Regions from separate parts of the Zea mays genome. Here region 1 is linked to region 2. Evidence: chromatin contacts called from public Hi-C data. All regions are on one chromosome and are shown on one strand. Each heading gives the region's core, a stretch centred on a gene start, on an enhancer-like site or on the middle of the called end of the contact. The rest is flanking DNA. Distances are from core to core; before and after follow the strand shown.

Region 1 (6,237 bases), core at 522-3,021, 380 kb after region 2:
TGACGGGTGAAACGCTCTTGGGAAAGGTAAGAAAAGCAGATACCGAACTTGTCAAGTGATTCAGGGGCACCTACAGGGTTGTCTGAGGTCCGTTGGACAAGGACAACTGTAGGTGGGCCTAATTACTTGGGAGGTTCCGTCACAGGTAGCCAGGGTCAGTGGGGCATTGTATGCCAAGGCGGTGAGCCCCTTTCTGTTGACAGGGAATCGATGGGGACGGTTGATGTGTGTCGGGAAGTAGTGTCTCGCCACGTCGTGTGTTTAGGTTTTAGGTTTACCTTGCAAGGTTTAAAAACTCGATTCGAATCATCTGCTTCTCGCAGCTAATGAGACTGCTTGATCCATGCTGCTGCATCGAGTAAGAAGTGGAATGAGGTTACTTTCAAAAGATGTTGATTGCTATAATGTTTGATACCATGTATGAATAGCTAGGTACTCATCTAGTCTAAATTATTATTTTAGAACTTGAAAAGATAAAACTTGATTTTAGACTCAACTAGTGCTTTTGGCAAACCAAATCACTCAGCAAAACAGCTTCATGGTCTAGAGGTAGAGGAGTAGACTCCTCATACCGGGTAAGTCTAGCTGAGTATTAGTATACTCAGCCTTGCTTGTGGCACAATTGTACAGGTACCTTGGAGACATGGTTGCTGGAGTGACTTGACCATCCGCCCTGCCACCGGGCTGGACAGTCGAGTGGGACCCTGCCTCAGCAGGAGAGGAGCAGGAGGAGTGATGGGCCAGACTTCCCCATCCTCCCTTTTCTTTTATCGTTAGTTAATTTCCGATGTATCGAAACAATGATTACTACTTTTGAAACTCCGATGATGATGTAATAACAATTAAGTACTTCTTTAAATTATGGTTTTATGCTTTATTGTATTTCTCTGTGCCTCACCTTTGAGTGAGTATGTGCTACTTAATCCTGTTAGTGGCTTTATCGGACTAGATCCGAGGAACTGACGGTTTATTCCGATTTAAGTGCGTCATTGCCTCTAAGATGGGACTTGGGCACTTAAGTTAGAATAATTTGGGCGGTTCCGCCACATGGCGCTCCAGCCGCACCACGCTCTAAACCTCTCACCTCTATGTGGGCCCCACTTGATAGGTCTTCTCCTCGAAGCAAACTCACGCACGGCGGATAGTAACAACCCCTTACTGGTGCCGTGGGTTACGCTCGGACTTGGGCGAACTTCACATCACCAGAACCTGTCCTTGGGTATATAACTTGCGATCGTACACCCTCATCCCGTCAGTCCGACCCTCGGCCACGATGAAGTATCAAAACATAGAGAGCTCGCCGCGACGGAGAGAGAAGGGTTGCCGCCGATGGGGTGCTCCATCTACGGTGTTGTTCGTTCCTGTTGTTCGGATTAGGAGCCTCATTGACAACCATGGAACCTGCTCATCACGTCTTCAAGAGGAATCACGGTCGTGAGCGATCGGAATCGCTCGCTGGAATTAAGGAGCGCCATGGTTCCGCCCTGCACCATGGCCGCACCCACTACTGCATCAAGACCCCGATAGGAAGCCCTGGACCCATTTACTCCATGCTACTGCATCGCGTAGCAACGCTTTGCACTCGTTTTTGTTCACAGGATCACTTGGCTGGGTGTTCGTCGGGGTAGAGCCGCCGTGGGAGATCACTGCGCCGCCATGGGATCGGGCGTGGGGGTGAGACAATCACGTGGCCGCTGATCCGGTCATGGATGGCCACGATTAGAAGTAACATACCAGTTCGGCTAAGCGCGCGGTGGCCGTGGATCCGGGTATGGACGGTTGGGATTAGAATAGGGAGGATCACGTCGTAGCCATCCAACTCTGATCGGGCGGGTAAGATTAGATCACATCATTTTAAAATTTGAACCTTCAGATCATGATCGGATGACCACATGTGCAATACCGGTTCGTGTAGAAGGTTGGCCTAATCCGCGCCACTGGTTTATGATCTGATGGTGCAGATCAAAGCATACCCCTATGGTCGCGCTGATATGCAAAAGAACCCTCGGACCTCTATGAAATCAACCCGCAGTCTGTATGTAGTGTTAGAATATTAAACTTAGGTCCTTGATTTTAGCAGTTTAGTCCCTGATATTTAAATAAATGCAAACCGCAGTCCATGAGCGCTGGATATTGATAACATTAATATAGAAAGTGATTATTAAGATGAAAATTGATCCCCGCAACTTAGAAAAATAATAACTTATTCATTTTAACTCTGATTTGATCTGTTCAAGTTGCGTTAGCTTTGTAACAAAATTACCTATACAATAACAACATTATTTATAACATATCACTTACTTTTATAGTTAGATATTGTCCATGATTATAACCTGGCTAAAGATACAACCTATAATGAAGTTATAACTTGGATTAAAGTTTAATTAATTATTTCTCAAATGATTTATATTAATTAACATATAATATATCTTTTATTGTTTAATCACCTAAATCTTTGAAAATCATATCTTTTTAACCGTAACTCCGATTTTAGTGGTTCTTGAACCTACACTCTCGTAGCATCGCGTAGAATATTTTTACGTTATTTGTTCTCATGTTTGGTGTACTGTTATGTGATCCTTGTCTATTTGTATGTATTGCTACGAATAGCGGTGAGGTCACAAGAATCTGAAGACCAACTTGGTACCTAGGATCTCAAGTCTAAGGCAAGTTGCGCCCTTGATCACTTTTCTCTACCTAATAGTGTTCCTGTTAATCACTTTGACATGCTCAGGTTAATTTGATGGGACCTAATAGGTATCCCTAGCATTGTTTATCCCACACCTTGCAAACAAAAGAACTATTGGGAAGATTTGTTATTGCTCTACATGGTTTTGGGAAATTAATGTTATATTATGATCATGTTCTAGTTTTGCTATTGTTTTAATTATTGTTCATGATAAGATGATTATGTTAATTGGAACATGGAGCGACCACCCGGGAAAACAGTGCTACCACAAGGGTGGTATGGGACGCCCTTGGCCGACTAATTAGGAAAGCTAGTGGAGGACTACCTTACCAGAAAGGGGCAAGGGCGGTAGAGGAGCTGCGGTATAGGGAGGTTCTCGGGTCGATCATGATGTGATGGCTTTTCAGATGAGGGATTCCTATATTGCCTTTCTCAGAAACCGTAGCAGGTTTTCTGAAGCTAGTGAAACTTTGTAAAGGCCTCGTAGTGCTACCTTGCCTCGTCTCATTGGTAGAGATGTATGGGATTCATGACCCCATGAAAAATGGGTAACACGACTTGTGGGTAAAGATGTACAACCTCTGTAGAGTGTAAAACTTGTATATCAGCCGTGCCCACGGTCATGAGCGGCTCGGACCCTCACATGAGTAATTTCTGGAACTAAACTTAATTTGTCATTCGCATTGCATTGTGGGTGTTATTATCAATTATGATCTCATATTTATTTGGGTTGGTATCTACTTATACTTAGTAACTGCTAATAAAAGTTTCACCAACTCTAAAAAAATGCTCAGCTTTAATCATCTCCTTTGGTAAGCCTTACAGTTCACATGAGCCCCAATGTAAGTGAGCTCATGCACATTATTCTCCACAACTTGTTGAGCGATGAACGTATGTGATCTCACACTTGTTGTACTTACATCCCCCAGGTCAAGGTCAGGTACCACAATATAAGGAGCATGCAGGATGCCATGATGAGTTCGTGAGAGGTCTAGGCCGTCATCTCCGAGTCAACTATGTTTGCTGGATCATTGTTTTCGTATGATGTAATTATTTAACTATTGTGTACAGAACTCCATTATATATTAAATACGTGGCATTCATTTCTGAACCATGAGTCATCAGATGTGTAAGACTTGATCCTAGCACACATTTGATTCGCGTCTGAATTTGCCCTCAAATCCGGGTGTGACACCCCAACAAAACCCCAATTTCTGGCTGTATTTTTAAATTTGTGGTTGATTTATAAGTCTGATTGAGCTCAAAATTTGGGGAGATCTTGGAAACATATTTTCTCAGATGTGTGTAAAATTTCATCTCAACCGGAGTTCGTCTGGTTTAGTTTTGGATTTAAGAACATAATTTTGTACTCTAAAAACATCACTTGTTGAGAATACTATTTTGGACAGTTTCGGACTTCTCGGTGTTCGATTTGCGATCCGTTTCGTTTGCTGGTATCATATGAGTATTAGGAACATTTTGTAGTCATGAGATCACTTGTTTGTTGATGTGTTCATGGTTTTAGCACTTGCTTCATCTCAATTGAAATGAATTGTCCATTTTCAGTGTTTGGAAGCGAAATTTGATTGGCTCCCATTCACCCCCTCTGGTCGTCTCACCGGTCCTACATCATGATTTACAAATATTATGGGGCATCAATTTCTTTTATCTTTCTTTCTTGCTACACAAGTCTTCAACCTTGTCTCCTTCATTGCTTCTACACACAAGCTCTTTCTATACCGAGGCCGGCTTGTACCTTCATGACTTGCACCTTCGTCGTTCTTGAATATAGCCGAAGCTTCTTTGTGTGTTGCTTCGACCGAAGTCCATCTTCGACCATCCTTTGTTTATATGACTGAAACACATTTGCTTATTGTCACACCCGGGTTTTAGGGGTCCAAAACTCGGGCGCGAAATAATCACCACGTAAAATGAATTAGTTATGATTTTCCCAAGTTTTAAGTGGTAGATACAAAACAAATCAAGTGCATAAATTTAACCATATGTTCCATACTAAAATAATGTTACTAGATGATAAACAATATTATCATGAATTTATTGCAACTGAAATGGATCAAAAAGGAATTAAAATAGATTAGGTATGAATTAAACAAGTCTATGGATTTATTTTTATAAAAAATCATTTTCTGATTTAATTATGAATATTCCTAATAATTCTGGACTGGGGACACAATTACTAGAAAGCACAGGGTCTAGACTATAAATTCCAGGGCCAAAGTCGAATTACTTTCGAACAGCCCCGGACAGCGGGTTATTTAACTAACTCCCTAGGGTCTCTTTTGGAAAATGATCGTGGCGAAGGGGTATGCAAGGATCGTGGCCGTTGGATCTAAAGCACACGGCCCCGACTAGATTGTTATTAATCTGAATCGGTACACGTCTAGAGTCGTCGATTAAACGATCTGTGGCCAGAATTATTAATGGACGAAGGGTACACTAGATCAAATCATGGCGACCCATCAGTGAATCGACCGTTCTATTCTATTATGAAGAAGTGGTACATGCGATCTAATCTCCATCGTTTATTTTGTGATCAACGACCACATGCACGTCTTCTACCCTCAACTCGGCAGGACGGTGGCGCTTCCGCCGCCGTGAAGGTTTAAGCGCCGACGAGCAACAACCCCATCGCTCCAGTGATCGAATTTGCTCACTGAGAGACACTACACGAAAAGGAGACGAGGACAAACTCCATGGTATGCTTTCTTACCTCAGTCTGCTAATGGCATAAAAAAATTTAGGTGAATAAAAAAATACTAGAACTTTGTAAAGGTAAAGTCAGCTTGATATCCTTAACTAAATGATATTCTTACATAGGATTATAGAATCTAATGAGATCTAATCTAATGTGATTGAATCTAATGTGGTCTACTTAAACAAATCAGTGATACTGATAGAAGAGATTAAACCCTACTAGCCAGGTGTTAACTTAACTTAGCACATTAGACCAACTCAACCATGAATAGAAGAGTTAACCCAAGTTATGCCCACCAATTGCAAATGCGGTGGGATTCTGTGGCGGCCGCCAACTGCTCTTGGCTCCCAGTCGTGCCCACACCGTGGTCGGGTTCCCGGCAATGGGGAAGAGGGATGGGGGTCTTAGGCTCCTACTTATACACTGGTAAGGCAGGGAATCACAACAACTTCATCCCCCAACTGGCCAGCGAAGATCCGAGATTTGCGGTGAATTCTGTTGCAATGGGGAAGAAGGTCCTGGTGCCGGGGTCCACTTGCCAGAGGTTGAGGCGGGGACGGGTATAGAGGAGATAATGTGACGTCTGGAGGGGCCCATGTGCCAGTGAGCACGGAGGTAACATGAGTGCACGACAAGAGTGTTGACATGTGGGACCCGATCACCATTGAGCGCGTGTGTGGGCGATTAGGCTGAGGCCTGAGTGGAGAATGGTTACTAGGCCGGCTGGCTGTCACGAGTCACTTGAAGAGTAAGTTGGTACCTGGAATCTCAAGTCGTAGGCAAGTTGTGCCCTTGATCACTTCTTTTACGCATTCATGTTCTTATTAATCAT
Region 2 (6,187 bases), core at 1,060-3,559:
TGAATGGCTAGGGATTAATTACGGGGCCTTTACAAAGTTCCACTAACTTCCGAAAACCCGCTACAGTTTCTGGGAAGAGCAATTGCAAGAATCCCTCGTCTACCGCCATCGCCGCAAAATCAACCCAAGAACCTCCCTGCATGCCTACTCCCCTACCGCCCTTGCCCCTTTCAGGTAAGGTAGTCTTCCACTAGCTTTCCTAATTAGTCATCCAAGGGTGTCCCATTCCACCCTTGTGGTCGCACATGTTTCTCAAGTTAAGCTCCATGTTCCAATTAAAAATATAATGATCTTGACATGAACATAAATAAAATAATAGAATAATTGGAACATGGACATGATGTAGTATTAATCCCAAAACCATATAGAGCAATAGCAAAACTACCCAAATAGTTCAGGGGTAAACAAGGTATAAAAATAATCAAACTAGGGTGACCTATTGGATCCCATCAAAATTAAACCTATGCAGGAATAAATGATTATAAAGAACATTATTGGGTAAATAAAAGTGATCAAAGGCACAACTTGCCTGGGACTTGAGATTCCAGGTACCAGGATGAACTTCAGGTGACTCGTAACCTCGCTGCTAGTCGTAGCAATACAAATAAACATGGTATAGACAAAATTAACATCACACCAAACATAAGAATAAATTGCATAATAATAATCTATGTGTTGCTACGAGATCGTGGGATCGAGAACTACTAAGATCGGAGTCGTGGTTAATGAGTTATGATTTATTGGAGATATATGTGATTTATATATTATAAATTGATCAGTGTACATCATATGAGAGAATATCTTATAAATAATTAACTCAACATTAGTTTTAATTATAACTTGACTAGAGATCATGTTTAACTCAAATTATAATTATGGACATGTTAGATTTGGTTTAGAAGAGCTAATCTCGTAGACATAGGATAAATAAATATAAAAGTATGCGACATGGTTTAATTAATGTTGTTACTGCGTAGTAAATTTGGAATTAAAACGAAGTTAACGCAACTGGAACGAGTCAATTCGGAACTAAAACGAAGAAGCGATGGATTTTCGAAGTTTTCAGTGTTGAATTAAAAGAAACTAAGTGCATAATTTTTAATCTAAGTTTCATAACTAAGTAAAGTTACTGGATGATGAACAATATTAATATGAGTCTAATGCAACTGGAATAAATTAATTCAGAGCTAAACTGAATTAAATATGAATTATACAAGTTTTTGGACTTAATTTTGCATTAAAAATCAATTTCCACAATTAATTAACTAATTTCCTGAGCTTTGGACAGGGCGCCAAATACTGGAAAGCACAGGGACCTCTGCGCAAGGATTACTAAGACTTAGAGTCAATCTATGATGGATTGCGGGTTGATTTCTATTAAACTGAGAGACTCTTTGGCAAATCGGCCACAGATCTATGCCGTGTGGCAGAGATTAAATTTCGCAATGGATGGGTTAGCAGACAACCTAAATCGCTAGATTGGAATCCAACGATGGAGATGGTGTTGCCCTAAATCCGATCGTGTCTGCCCGATCTAGGTCAACGGATCAGATTGCACGCGACGAAAGGGTAAGGCATGCTACGATCAAGACCATTGTCTCAGCTACCAGCGACCGCGATGATCCCATAACCCCTTACGAACTGCGAGCCAATCACAGCCATTCACACCAATCTCGATGGTTATGTCGGCCTCTTCCTTACTCCCGCCGGCCAACCCACGGCGGTGCCCTCACCCGTGGCAGCGCCAAGGCCGGTAACGCCGCCCGGTGCATTAGCATCATTAATAATCCCCCCGATCTAGCAAAGCGAACGCGGAGCAATCCCCAAATACGATGGGGGAACATGAATCTCACCAGGAACACGATGAGGAGGGATTTGGTGGCGGCGGTGCACCAATCACAGCGCAGTGAGAGCACCCTTCCCCCGGTAACGGATGGTCACGAGTCACGACAGAGGCTCCCCAGCTGCACACGAACGAAGAACGGCTTCGTCGCCACGTAGGTCACCCACGCCACCCGGTCGAGAACTACACCAGAATGGAGATGGTGTGCTCGCCCACGATCGCTCACCAAGTTCTCTCGATGGTTCACACCGCCTCGACGTAAGGTGCAAACCACTAATGGGCACTAAGGTACGCACGGTCCCATTTAACCACACCACCGAGCGCGGCGCCGGAAGACGCGGAGAGAGAGTTGCTACGATCTCGGCACATCTCGCGCTCGCTCGCAACAACCCAGGGGAGAAGACGTACAGGGACTCTGGCCCACGTGCAGCGACACGTCTCGCCTCCCACGCAGCTGCAAGTACAGGGCCACCCACCAGAGAAAACCACGCGCGCCCGTGGAGGGAAACTGACCCATGGGGTCCTCATGTCAGCTGGGTAAAGCTCGGCTAGTCAAGTCAGCATGGAGACGCCGTTAGTTGGGCCACGCGCAAAAGCAAGCCAAGATGGGCCGAGGTAGTGAAGATGGCGGCCCAGTGCGTGGCTTTTTTTTTCTTTTTCTTTTATATTTTCTTTTCTTTTCTCTTTTTATTTCAAATTCCAACTTCCATCAAATTTTAAATTTAAACTTTGTGGCAAGTTTGGACTTAGGCTAATTGTTTAATTCGATCATACCAAATGTGGTGAAGTTATTTAATTATAAATTTTTATTTTGTATTGTATAATATTTATTTCTTTCTTTCCTCTTTTTCTTATTTTTTTCCAAATTCTCCTAAATTTCAATTTGTGGTTCATTCCAAATCTTCATTATATTTTATTAATATCCTTGCTATTATTTTCAAATGCACAATCAAATAAACTCCAACATGATGCACATAATATTTATATGTTCTTGGCTAATTTCTTACTTAGATAGGGTAGTTCACATGTGATATTAACATAGGGGAATTATACATAGGAACAACTATCTCCTTTTATTTGTTTTACAAATTTGAGTATTATAGCATGGCATCATATGCATTGACATTTCATTATGTATGTTACACCTAGAGTGCATCCACTATGCTAAAACTTCAAAACAAGTTGTGATGTGATGACTTGAAGTGATCCTTAACCCTAGGATAGGGTACTTAACTGAGGGATAGAGATATGTGGGTGTGTATGATAACAAATTGAGTTTTATCTCAAAAGATACTAGAGATGTTCATAAGAGACTAAACTTGGAGAATTTGAGTGGCACATAAACCCTAGAGCACTCAAAACCCTAAGAAGAACCCTAGAAACCCTAATTAGTGCCCTAAAAGGTGATTTCAATTTCTATGCACTTTTGGACCAAAGTGCATATATCAAAGTGGTAGAGTAACAAAAATTAAGCAACTTTTACATTTGGAGATTTCCATGTTTTGTGGAACAATTTGGAGTAAATTGCAAAATGTCTCAAAGGCACCATATGGCTTAACTCTGAAAAACAGTGTAATTGGGCTGACTTTGGGACCCTATATCTCTCAATCCATGGAGATTTTGCCATGGTAGAGCTATGTTAGTAGTTCAAGTTTGATTAAGTGATCTAGCCCATGGACTGTATAGAAATTGGAATAAAATGGACTTGAAGTTAGACTGTCAGTCGGATCAAGCACTGAAGTTTAACTGACAGTGAACTCTGATGGACTTTAGAGCCAATTTGTGCTTGATCGAGTGATCAAATGACCAGGGTTCCTATAACCGAATTGAAGCTGGTATATAGGTCAATAACTTTGATGTAATCTAGTTAGTAGCTCATCACATAAAAATTGAAGAAAAATGCCTCTGAAGATGCTCTGTCAGATGAATTAAATAGGGTCGTGATGGTACAGTAACTGAACAAAGATACCAGATTCAGTGAACTTCGCCGCCGGTGATCTCCGTGCCGCGATTCACACCGGCCACTGTGATTCGTGCTCAGCTCGGGAAGGTTATCACCGCGAACGTGAAAAGATCAGAGGGGAAGTGGATCGAGCCGGCCTTACCGTACCCACTAGCACCGGCAACGTGGTCGTGTGACCATCGCCGTGGTTACCACCATTCACTTCGGTCGCACCACGCCATAGGCCATTTTACCACGTCGTCGTGAGTCATGGAGAGTAACCAGTGATGGCCGTAAACCTTTGCCCAGTGAATGCCACGATAAGCGAACTCCGATGGCTCACCTTTGCTCCGGCCACCAGCTTATCTTCCCCAAATTCGGAGCCACCGCTTCTGGTCATTATAAATTGATGCCCCCGCCTGTTCCGCTAGCTTGTTACGAAGCCAGAGCACCGCTCCTCGCTCCCGATTAGCCACAACGGCCCCCGAATTTCGAATTTCCCCCAAATCGGTAAACAACACTGCCGTTTGACTTCGCGACGTGGCCAGCCGATCTCAGGTCCGTTCATCCCCTTCTGTGCCATGTTTTAGCATCCTTGACTGTTAACGTTGCTCATTGGCCCTACCAATTGAGCGCTACCGCGTTCTAGCATCAAGAACATCATCTCGCCGCGGCGGAACGCCTCCGAGCGCACACTCACGTCGACCCACTCTTCTATCCCCGTTCGGTCCAAATTAGTGCGTGTACCCGACCTCTGGTGAATCACTGAAACTCACCCTAGCTTCAATTTAGGCGCTACCACATTTTGTTGCTCAGAACACGCTCACCGGAGCCCTTGTGCTGCCGTAACCGTGAACAAACATCGATTAGGGTCGAACCCATCCAATTGAGTGAGGGCTTTTGTCACACCCGGATTTAAGGGATAAAGCCGGGTGCGTCTCATATGTGCGCCAAGGAAGAACAACACATATAATAACAGAATATATATAGATAAATGTCATAAATATCATAAATGTACTTATTACATAGCGGAAGTCTTACAAAATAAATGATAAATGCAAATCGAACTAAATATTATTTCCCTGGCGCCACAACGCTGACTAGGAGACGCCACCTAGATCAAGTCGAACTCCTCGTTATGCGGCTCCTCTTCAACCACCTGCTCTTCACCTGTGGGGGGTTTATAATCGCAAGAGTGAGCTCACAAAAGATCATAGCTCAACAAGTTGTGGGGAATAATGTGCATGAACTCACCAAAGGTGGGAGTTCATGTGAGGTGTAAAGTTAATCAATAAATAAAGGTTAAAGCTAAGCATTGCTTTTTATAAGTTGGTCAAAATTTTATTAGCGGTTACTAAATGTAAGTGAATACCAAACCATAGTAATAGTAAATAAAAGTAATAATAAATAATCCCACTGTGATGCAAATGACAAATTGAATTTAATTCCATAAATTAATCATGTGAGTGTCCGAGCTGCTCATGACCGTGAGCACGGCTAGTATACCAGTTTTACACTCTGGAGAGGTTGCATATCTTTATCCACAAGTCATGTTACCCATTTGCCATGGGGTTGATCGGACCCCATACACCTCTTGATATAGCTGAGGTGCCTGATCTTTCGGCGAGTAGAGATAATTACGATTTGGCGGAAGATGACCCTTGCGATCCGACTACGACGAGCAAGCCCGAGGCGCCAATGCAATCGCTGAACCAACTCCCTGTGGTTACCGACCTTGCTGATGCGAGATCGGCCTGATCACGAAGATCATTTCCTGTGCGCAATCGAAGAACGAACAAGAAAAAGATGCGAGCAATCTAATCTATTACTCGAGGGTGGAGTTCTGAATACACGAAGACACCGCAGATTTGTGCGTGTTCGAGAGTAGCTAAAGCTAACGTAAAACAAAACTCCCCGAACAAAGGAGGCGCAACTCCTGGATAAATAGAGAGGGGGCGCAGCCCCTAGGGGCGGCCAACCCTAGGTTGTCCACTATGGGCCGCAGTTGGGCTGGTCGTCTATTCTTCTGGGCCCTCATTCTTCAGTAGCATGACGAAGTTAAGATCTCTGGCACGGGCCCGAGTGATTGGCCCAGCTAATGAAGGAAGTGGCGCTTGATGTGGAGGTGCTGCTGGTGTAGTCGTACTCATAGTGATGTCCTCATCATCCTCCCCTTCTTGAAGTGAAGTCGTCCTCGACGGCAACTCCCCATCCTCGGCCATATATGGTTTCAAATCTGCAACATTAAAACTAGTGGAAACACCAAATTCCGCAGGCAGGTCAAGGATATAAGCATTATCATTAATCTTTGTTAGCACCTTAAGAGGACCAGCAGCACGAGGCATTAATTAAGAACGGCGCAAAGTAGGAAACCGATCCTTTCTCAAGTGCAACCAAACCAT

What was found. A called contact is a pair of places that touch in the nucleus more often than the background predicts.
Region 1: a Hi-C map of endosperm shows a contact between it and region 2, with 3 times the contacts expected there. The contact joins two enhancer-like sites. A contact is called at or near these places in 2 of 25 Hi-C or Micro-C datasets (bundle sheath and endosperm).

The regions. Positions count from the first base shown.
Region 1 is chr7:60,207,475-60,213,711 of Zm-B73-REFERENCE-NAM-5.0, forward strand. No RefSeq gene overlaps it. Among protein-coding and RNA genes, the nearest start is that of LOC103632402, 110 kb to the left of the region's middle. Within about 2 kb of position 1,772, at least 18 of the 20 cell types and tissues checked have an H3K27ac peak or open chromatin away from gene starts, as enhancers often do. A contact at or near this core is called in bundle sheath and endosperm, where this site is marked.
Region 2 is chr7:59,827,647-59,833,833 of Zm-B73-REFERENCE-NAM-5.0, forward strand. No RefSeq gene overlaps it. Among protein-coding and RNA genes, the nearest start is that of LOC111589735, 53 kb to the left of the region's middle. Within about 2 kb of position 2,310, at least 18 of the 20 cell types and tissues checked have an H3K27ac peak or open chromatin away from gene starts, as enhancers often do. A contact at or near this core is called in bundle sheath and endosperm, where this site is marked.